Linked DNA regions of Sus scrofa: regions 1 and 3 are each linked to region 2. Evidence: chromatin contacts called from public HiChIP or PLAC-seq and promoter capture Hi-C data. All regions are on one chromosome and are shown on one strand. Each heading gives the region's core, a stretch centred on a gene start, on an enhancer-like site or on the middle of the called end of the contact. The rest is flanking DNA. Distances are from core to core; before and after follow the strand shown. Region 1 holds the start of ESRP2 (epithelial splicing regulatory protein 2). Region 2 holds the start of ATP6V0D1 (V-type proton ATPase subunit d 1). Region 3 holds the start of NFATC3 (nuclear factor of activated T-cells, cytoplasmic 3).

The links. Promoter capture Hi-C pulls out the DNA fragments that hold promoters and counts their contacts. HiChIP or PLAC-seq counts read pairs in DNA pulled down with a chosen protein or histone mark.
Region 1: a promoter capture Hi-C map of fetal liver shows a contact between it and region 2, with 4 times the contacts expected there. The contact joins the promoter of ESRP2 here to the promoter of ATP6V0D1 in region 2. A contact is called at or near these places in 1 of 5 promoter capture datasets (fetal liver) and 1 of 2 datasets of contacts at active chromatin or transcription factors (alveolar macrophages).
Region 3: a contact with region 2 is called in an H3K27ac HiChIP or PLAC-seq map of alveolar macrophages. The contact joins the promoter of NFATC3 here to the promoter of ATP6V0D1 in region 2. A contact is called at or near these places in 2 of 5 promoter capture datasets (fetal liver and fetal skeletal muscle) and 1 of 2 datasets of contacts at active chromatin or transcription factors (alveolar macrophages).

What each region holds. Positions count from the first base shown.
Region 1 is chr6:28,812,632-28,815,331 of Sscrofa11.1, forward strand. ESRP2 (epithelial splicing regulatory protein 2) reads right to left here and starts at 1,361. Exons shown (of 16, transcript XM_021094132.1): 1 at 1,140-1,361; 2 at 51-786. The coding sequence starts at 248.
Region 2 is chr6:28,130,765-28,133,464 of Sscrofa11.1, forward strand. It overlaps ATP6V0D1 (V-type proton ATPase subunit d 1), which reads right to left and starts at 1,316. Exons shown (of 8, transcript XM_003126946.4): 1 at 1,006-1,316. The coding sequence starts at 1,135. AGRP (agouti related neuropeptide) reads right to left here. Exons shown (of 3, transcript NM_001011693.1): 2 at 2,520-2,611; 3 at 1,920-2,102. The coding sequence ends at 1,920.
Region 3 is chr6:28,665,109-28,667,809 of Sscrofa11.1, forward strand. NFATC3 (nuclear factor of activated T-cells, cytoplasmic 3) reads left to right here and starts at 1,350. Exons shown (of 10, transcript XM_021094122.1): 1 at 1,350-1,838. The coding sequence starts at 1,736.

The DNA of each region.
Region 1 (2,700 bases), core at 111-2,610, 680 kb after region 2:
CTCGGATCCTGAAGCTCCCTGGAGACCTCACCGTCCCCTTTCCACCCTACCTGGCGGCTCCGCGGCTCCACCACTTGCCAGACTAGGAGGATTAAGTCGGTCTCATCAGAGCCCAGGTCTGGCCCCAGCGCACCGGCCGTAGCCCCGAACAGTACGACTAGGGGTCCAGGCCCGGGTCGGGGGTCGGCAGCGGAGTCTGCTGTGGGGTTCGGGCCTGGGGGCGGTGGCTGGGGTGGCGGCGGAGTCATGGCCGCAGAGGAAGGGGGCGCTCGGCCAGACACACGCGGACCGACGAAGCTCACGCACGCACCGACAGACGGCAGACGCGGATCGGCTTGGGCGGGACACGGTGTGTTGGGGGCGGCACCTGCGGCCCGGCTGGCGCTGTGGGCGCTGCTGAGACCCGCCCGCAGCGCCCGGCGGGGCGGGGCGGCTACCGGCCCCCGCCCTCTCTGGGCGAGATACCTGTCGGCCCTGCGGGCCACGTGACCCGAGGGCGGCCCCCGGAACCGTGGGGGAGGGCCACTAGAACCTAGCCCTGGACGCGCGTGCTCACAGGCCTGGCCTGGGCTAATTCTCAGAACCCGGACTCCCACTCCCCTTAGCAGAACCTGCCTGACTAACGGGGCGACTCCACACTCCGCTCCCACGAGGCTTCCTCCTCACTCCTCCACCAGGAGGCCTTCGCCAAGGGAAGTGCAAAACCAAGGACCTTCTTCAGTCCGTTAGGAGTAGTGAAAATCACCAGGAGGCAGCGTAGAGGCTGAGGGAGTCATGACGGCTGGTCTGGACGGGTAGTAGAAGTCACCCATGGTCACAAGGAGTGGTGAAAATTACCGGGCATCACCCAAAGGCTTGTAGGGGGATCACCATAGGTCGATTGAGGGGGAGGGAAGGGTGTCAGAGAGCACCAAGGAACCCTTGGGATCAGTAGTCAGGGCTTGTCCCTACAGGTGCAAAGGCTGGGCCTTAGCCTGGCTTCAGGAAGGGCCCACGGTGCCAAAGCATGGTTGGAGGTGAGCAGGCCTCGGTGCTGGGGAAGAAAGAAGCGCGTTCCCACCACCTCGGCCCCAGCTCCCAAGAGCGGCACCCCAGACGGCACTGAACCAGAAGCTCCCGACCAGAAGCCTCACTCCTACCCCAGGTGAGGACTGCGACCTGCCGCCTTCCCCCTTGACCACAGGCCTGTTGCCTGGAGATATGAGCGTGCTGGGGCGGGGGGGGGGGGGCAGCGGCAAAAGCGCATTGTGCGCAAAGGGGCTGCAGATCCTCCATCTCTTCTCTCCTCCGGACAGTTCCTGTGGAGGGCTCCCAGCACCCTTTCGCCCAGTCAGGCTTGCTGAGGCTCCTTTATGGTTGAGTCTCCAGGCCGCTCCGGACTTCCCCCGGTTCTCCCATTTATGCGACTCAGAAACTGAAGATGAATCCAGCGGGTAGGAGGGACTCCAGCCCAGCAGAAGCAGACACATAGGGAGGGTTGCCAAGCCCCAGCGGAAGCTGGGGCGAGAGCCACACCTCACTCTTTCGGAGAAACTGGGCGCTGCGTCCAGACCTTCGGACCACTGAGAGAGCGAAGGAGCCCAGCGTAGAGGGGGCGCCTACGAGGCTTTGTCCACTAATTCACACTGCATCGCGTCCCCATTTGACGGATAAGAGACTGAGGCGTCTGGGAGGGTAATGACTCGCGCTGGGACACGGCGGCCAAGAGGGAGAGGGAAGTAGACGGGTCTTCCAGCGGCTTTGGGCAACAAGCACTTCCCCCTGGGATGTACGCGAGTGTCTGCGCTTTACTGCCCTACGCGAGACTGCTACCCGGCGCCTGCACACTTAACCCCACCCCCGCGAAGCGCTAAGCCAATCAGGACCGGAGGGAGGAGGACATGTCGCTCTTCGGGCTCCGCCCTCCTCTAGATAAACCTGGAATGTCAAATATTTGTTCTGTGGTCCGCGCAACAGCGAGGTAAGTTCCCTCCACCCAATCCTGGAGCGCACGTGTGCCCGGCTGAGTCGGCCTTCCTTCAGGCTCTGCCCTTGCAGCTAATTCCACCCCAAAAGCACCCCAGCCTCTCCTAAAACTTCCCTGGCGTACATCGCCCCAGGTTAGGCTCCAGTCTGGGTTCTCCTCCTAGAGGACAGAGCCCTGGCGCCCTTGCTGGGCCATCCAGCTGCTACCTGATCTCAGTCTCGCCCTTTCTGGCGACCCCTATCCATTCAACCTCTAGACCTTCGCGTTAGGCTATTCTTCCTCCAGCGCGGGTCTCAATGAGGAAGCCTCCCCCTTGAGGTGACCTCTTGGCACTTCGGACAGTCCTGAACGCATTTCCATTGGAGATGCATACATGCATGTACAGGTCCCTGCGGGGTAATGAACCCAAGTGTGGGGGGTTTCGGCTCCCCCAAACCCCCGTACACCTGTCTGACCACCCCCACCCACATGGCAATAACCATAACCCATGTTTGGACTCTTTGAAAAACGAAATTCAAATTCATTAAAATAACATTAGGGAATTCCTGTCGTGGTGGAGTGGGAATCAGACTAGGAACCATGAGGTTGCAAGTTCGACCCCTGGCCTGCTTAGCAGGTTAAGGATCCGGTGTTGTGGTGAACTGTGGTGTAGGTTGCAGAGGCAGCTTTGAACCTGCGTTGCCGTGGCTGTGGCATAGGCTGGCAGCTACAGCTCCGAATTGCCCCTTAGCCTG
Region 2 (2,700 bases), core at 66-2,565:
CGTTAACCACTGAGCCACGATGGGAACTCCATGAGTTCACTTCTAACCTCAATAAGTTTATGATGAGAAAATTTTCTCTAGAAGGTGAATCATCTGGCCATTCTCCCCCTCCAGCTACCAACCTGGAGGCTAGCAGTACCTCTGTTCAAGGATATCAGGTAAAAGTCAGGGATGGTAACTCACAGCTCAGCCACTGTGCCCTTCACTACACGTGGGGGAGGGGAATGAAGCAAAGACTGGAATCAGGAACATACCCAGTTCAGTAAATGTGATTCTGTGATTCAGGGATTCAATCCCACTGTGGAACTTTGTGTTCTGAGAAGAAAGGATACCACTCCTGTACTTAGGAATCTTGTCCCAAAAGGTATCTTCGTAGAGGGGGTGAGAATTATTGTCAAATACGTATGTATGAACTTCCAGACTTTCAGGGCTCTCCCAAACATTGCCTTCAGGAGACTGCTCGATGGGAGGAAATTCTCGCTAAGCTGGCTCAGCAATTCCCCAGAAAGGCTCAGTCCCAGGCCAAAGGGAAGACACAATGATCCCAAAGGCCTTGGTGTATGTGTTGGGAGGGAAAGCAGGGGACTTTTCAACTTAGATTCCCCAAGCATTGCCACTAGACAGCTCTCTGGCTACGTCAAAGTAAAGAGGTTTGTATGAGCACATCCCGCATGAAGCAACCACTCCCGAGTGACCCTCTTCCAAACTACAACGCCGGAATAACAGGTTAAGAGGTGGCCCCAGAGGAAACGAACCACTGAAGTTCTTAATGCCGCGTTTGCGTTTAGGCCCACACTGAGCTGCAACTGGAAGTAGATTCCTTTCCGAAACACCCGCCATCACTCCCGGCTTCCCAGTGAGGCCTCTCAGGCCCGGATCCGGTTCCCCGACCTCTCCAGCGCCTTCGAGAACCCCCAGCTTCGCCTCCCACACCTAGGCACCTTCAGGCCGGGGCCCGCCTCCCTGCAGGCCTTTTCGGGCCCGCAGCCCAGCCCCGCGGCTCACCCTCGAGCGTCTCGCACTGCACCAGATTAAGGTAGTCCGCCTGGCTGAGCACTCCGGCCTTCAGGCCGCGCACAAGCCCCTCCAAATAGCCATTGTCCACGTTGAAGTAAAGCTCCGGGAAGAACGACATGGCTGCGTCTGGGGCGGCGGGACCAGAGGACCCGGACCGGACCGGCCGGCACGCAGCACAACTCCAAGATCAGCTGACGCGGCGCCAGCAGTGGACTGTCAAGCTCATCAGGTGACCATAAGGAGGCGGGGCTCTAAGCAGCACCCGATTTCCGGGTGGTTTCGCACGGAACTTCTGCGCAGCCGTGGGCTGGGGGGCCGCCCTCTGGCGCCTGCTCATTGAGGAGCTCTGGCGGGAGCGACTTAAAATGTCCGAGACTAGCCGCGTGGTGGCGCCCGTGGACGCGGGGGCTTGCACTTTATAGTTTCCGAGTCCGGAGCACCTGGTACTGTGGGGGCCCCTTATGCTTGGAAATATTCAGACTGGTGAATTAACCTTCCCCTGAGGGGAACTGGGAAGGGTGGGATTTGCTGGGGGTCACGCGTCGAGTTATCCTTAAGCGGGCCCTGGATCCTAATGGTTTGTTAGCCAGCGGGGAGCGACAGACCCTTTGCAGCGCTGCGACTCTTTCCCCCGCATTTATTATATAAGCTTCTTCTAGGGTTGGAGCACGGTCCTCCTCTGCTTCTCCCAACCGCTCCTGGCACTCTTAAGAGTGTAAGTGACTCATGTTGGAATAGCGCAGGCCCTGGAGTAGGGATGTGTCTGTGGTTTCTTGGCTTAGAGGCACCTTCGCCCCTAACGACCGTCACATTCAAAATAACGCCACAACCCTGGGGTTGGTCCCATACTTTATTGGCGCCCGCCTACCCCCACCCCGACCCCGACGACATTGGCTGGCCAGCTAGGTGCGGCTGCAGGGGTTCGTGGCAGTACCCAGCTTGCGGCAGTAGCAGAAGGCGTTGAAGAAACGGCAGTAGCATGTAGCACATGGGTCGCAGCATGGTACCTGGTGTCCCAGACAGGATTCGTGCAGCCTTACGCAGCGACGTGGGGAGCGTGCCTTGCGTCCTTCAGGATCTAGCACCTACAAGGGTTGGGAAACAAGGACTTCCAAAAGCACATTCATGGAATGCGCCAGATCAAGGCAGGATGGAAGTGGAGCGTGAACGGGATGGTCTGCAGTGTCGCCCCGGGTGAGGGGGTCAGGAAGTGCAGGTAGAGGTGTTTTGTATGTTTGTTTTTCCATTTTTGGTCACCCCAGAGCATATGGAGCTTCCGGTCAGAGATCAGCTCCAAGCCACAGTCTCAGCCTAAGCTGAAGGGATGGCAAGGCCAGATCCTTAACCCACTTGTGCTGGCCGGGGATGAAACCACGTCCCAGCGCTCCCAAGACACCGCCAATCCCGTTGTACCACAGTGGCAACTCCAAGCACAGATAGAGGTTGATGCTTGACACACCCACTCAAGACTTGTGGCCTCAGCCCTTTCCCTGAGCTGTTACCTCTGCCAAGGCCTTGGCCTCGGCCTGCTGCAGCAGAGCCTCTTCTGCCCGTTCTGCAGTTGTCCTCTTCAGTGGGGGCTGCAGGCCTAGATCTGGGACAGATGATGTGAGGGCAGAACCACCCATGCACAAAACACCCACCTCCCAGGCCTGGGATTGGGAAGGGGAAGAAAGGGCTCAT
Region 3 (2,701 bases), core at 100-2,599, 530 kb after region 2:
AGTGATTATAGCTTTGCTGGCCTCCCCTCCCTGATGCCTGAAGGGAGATTAATTTATCTGTGTCCCCAGGACCAGCACAGGTATGAGTACAGAGAACAGGGCAGGAAAAGTTTTATGACCTCAGGGATGAGCCAATCCACGATAAACGTCTCAAGTGCTCTCTCTGCATGATCCCAGTCCTCCTGACCTTAGGCCTAGTTGGGCTCTCCTCAGGGTCCCCTGGTAGCTCAGGTTGCCAGTCCACATATTGAGACATCTCTGCACTCTTCTCCAGGGCCTTTGGGATATGTTTGGGCTCTTGCACCTACACGCAAGCTTCTGAGCCACAGCACCCTGGTTACTCTGGCAGTGCACTTTTAAGGATGCTATGCCCCTCCGGGCCTGGAGCTAGGGGAGTTGGTCTCTGCCACCTCTCCCTGCTCTCGGTCCACCTTGTGCCTAAGTAAACAAGCCAGGCTCTGCGTCCCTGGGCATGGCCTCCACCCCAAGCCCCAGGAGGAGACGTCTTGGATCGTCTCAAGGGAAGACACGCCCGCTGGGGAGAGGCCGAGAGTGAAAACTGTTCTTCAGACAGTGTAATTTCCTCCCCACTAACGCGGTTCGACCAGCACGATCTCTCTGACTTCCGTGGATGTGCGACAAGATGCAGAAGACACGGAGCGCCTTGGGTGGTGCGAGTTCACCACAGGCTTTCCCATTCAGTCTGCCTGACTTCCAGCACGGGACAGACCTTGCTCATGGGGCTTTGCCGAGGCCTCGAACGCGCCGACTGTCCTGGAGGGAGCAGCTGCCAGGTTGGGTGGTGGGGACAGACAAAGACTCATCCAGCGGAGCAATGGCCCCGCCCCCCAGGGGTGGGTCTGTAGCGATGGATAGCTCAGACTTGAGACTCGCGCAACCCAGGTCTCCTCTGGCTCCGCCCCACCTTAGGTGGAAGCTCGATCCAGTCCCTGCCTTCTTCAGATTCCGCCATTGAGCTTGGGGTGAGGGTATGTGACATCCACGTACCCTCCCGGGCGCTGATACCTTCCCCAAACCCAGTCAGCAAGAATAACCCTACAGTTGCTCGTCAATGGAACCATAATCCCAAGGCTCTTGTGCTCCTTCCACGACATGGGGTCTGCCCAATAAGGAAAGGGATCTTCTCCGATTGGCTGGTGGTGGGCCCCTCAATCCAATTACGTTTTGGACCCCATACCGCGGTGCCGGGTCCTATTTCAGAAATAGTTGAAAGAATACAGGCCAAACTACAAGTCCCAAGAGGTAGCAGGGCTAGCTAGCGCTCCTTAGTCACGTGACTTCCTTCTGCGGGACTGAGTCACGCGGTAGGGCAGTGAGAGGGCGGGGCCGTCGGGCTAGCCCGCGAGGCCGGTGGCCTATGGGCTGCCAGGTCAGATGGGCGCTCGGTAGGGGGCGGGGCCGGGCGCGCGGCAAGGCGCGGGAGCGCGCCGGTGGTGGTGGCGGCGGCGGCTGTGGGGGGGGCGGGGAATATCGTCTAAGGCGACCGTGCCAGCTTGGGCACCGACGACTGGCGGTGACGGGGGTTCCTAGGGTGTTTCGGCCCGCGGCCAGTATTAGAGTTCGGAACGAAACGCTCGGCGTCGCGGTCCCCGCCCGGAAAGTTTGCTGTGGAGCTGCGACCTCCTGGCCGGCGCGGCCCGGCATGAAGCGGCGCTGAGGAGCCGCCGCCGCTGCCGCCGCCTGAGGAGGAGCCGCAGCACCCTGGGCCACGCCGATGACTACTGCAAATTGTGGCGCCCCCGACGAGCTCGACTTTAAACTCGTCTTTGGCGAGGACGGGGCGTCGGCGCCGCCACCCCCGGGCTCGCGGCCTGCAGGTGGGTGCCGGGCGGGGCGAGACCGCAGAGCGTCTACTCTTCTCGCTCTCATGAGCTCGTCCCCTCCCTATTCCTTTGGTTGTCCCAGGTCTGGTTGTCGTGTGTGTGTGTGTGTGTTGCTGAGGAGGCGTGTAGGTCGCAGCGACGTGGAAGTGGCCGCAGCTTGGCTGGAAGCAAACTGGAGGGGAACTCGACTCCGGGACGCTGTGGCCCCTGGACGCCCGGGGTTTGGAGTCTGAGGGTCCGGGCTGCTGCCCAAGTGGCGTCTGGTTGTCGCTGCTTTGCCAGCGTGGTGCGGAGGAAATGTCCCTATGAAGTGTAAGCAGGCTTGGTTTTTCGTCTATTCTAGGTTTTAAAAACAATCTTTATTTGAACGATGCGCATTCTGGAAGTGTAGGAGTTCTCTAAAATTCCAGCACATGTCTGTTTAAATCTACTTTGGTAGGAGAGTAATGCCTTAGTGTTAACGTCGACTTGTGCAAGTTTAATATGGCCCACATTTAATTCGAGCTGTAACTATAACGGGACTTTTCTGAAAACGATTTCTTTTCTTGAGCAAAGTGTTTCAGAAAATTTTAAGAAGTGGAGTACCTTGTTCGTAAATCTCCTAGAAAGTTCTGGAAGTACATTTTTATTTTGAGAAAAAGCTCACCTCACAAGATGTTTTAAAGGAGATCATGAATTGTGAAGAGTGGACACCATAATGCTTGGAGGTCAGACCAATCAGGAAATAGAAACAGGATGGCTGGGGACTTGGAGCTCTCCTGTGACCTGGTTTGGAATACTGTGGTTCATTAAGTTCAGTTTTCCTATTGCATTTGCAGGCGAATTTCAGAAGGAAGGTGGATATGTCTAATCTCCAT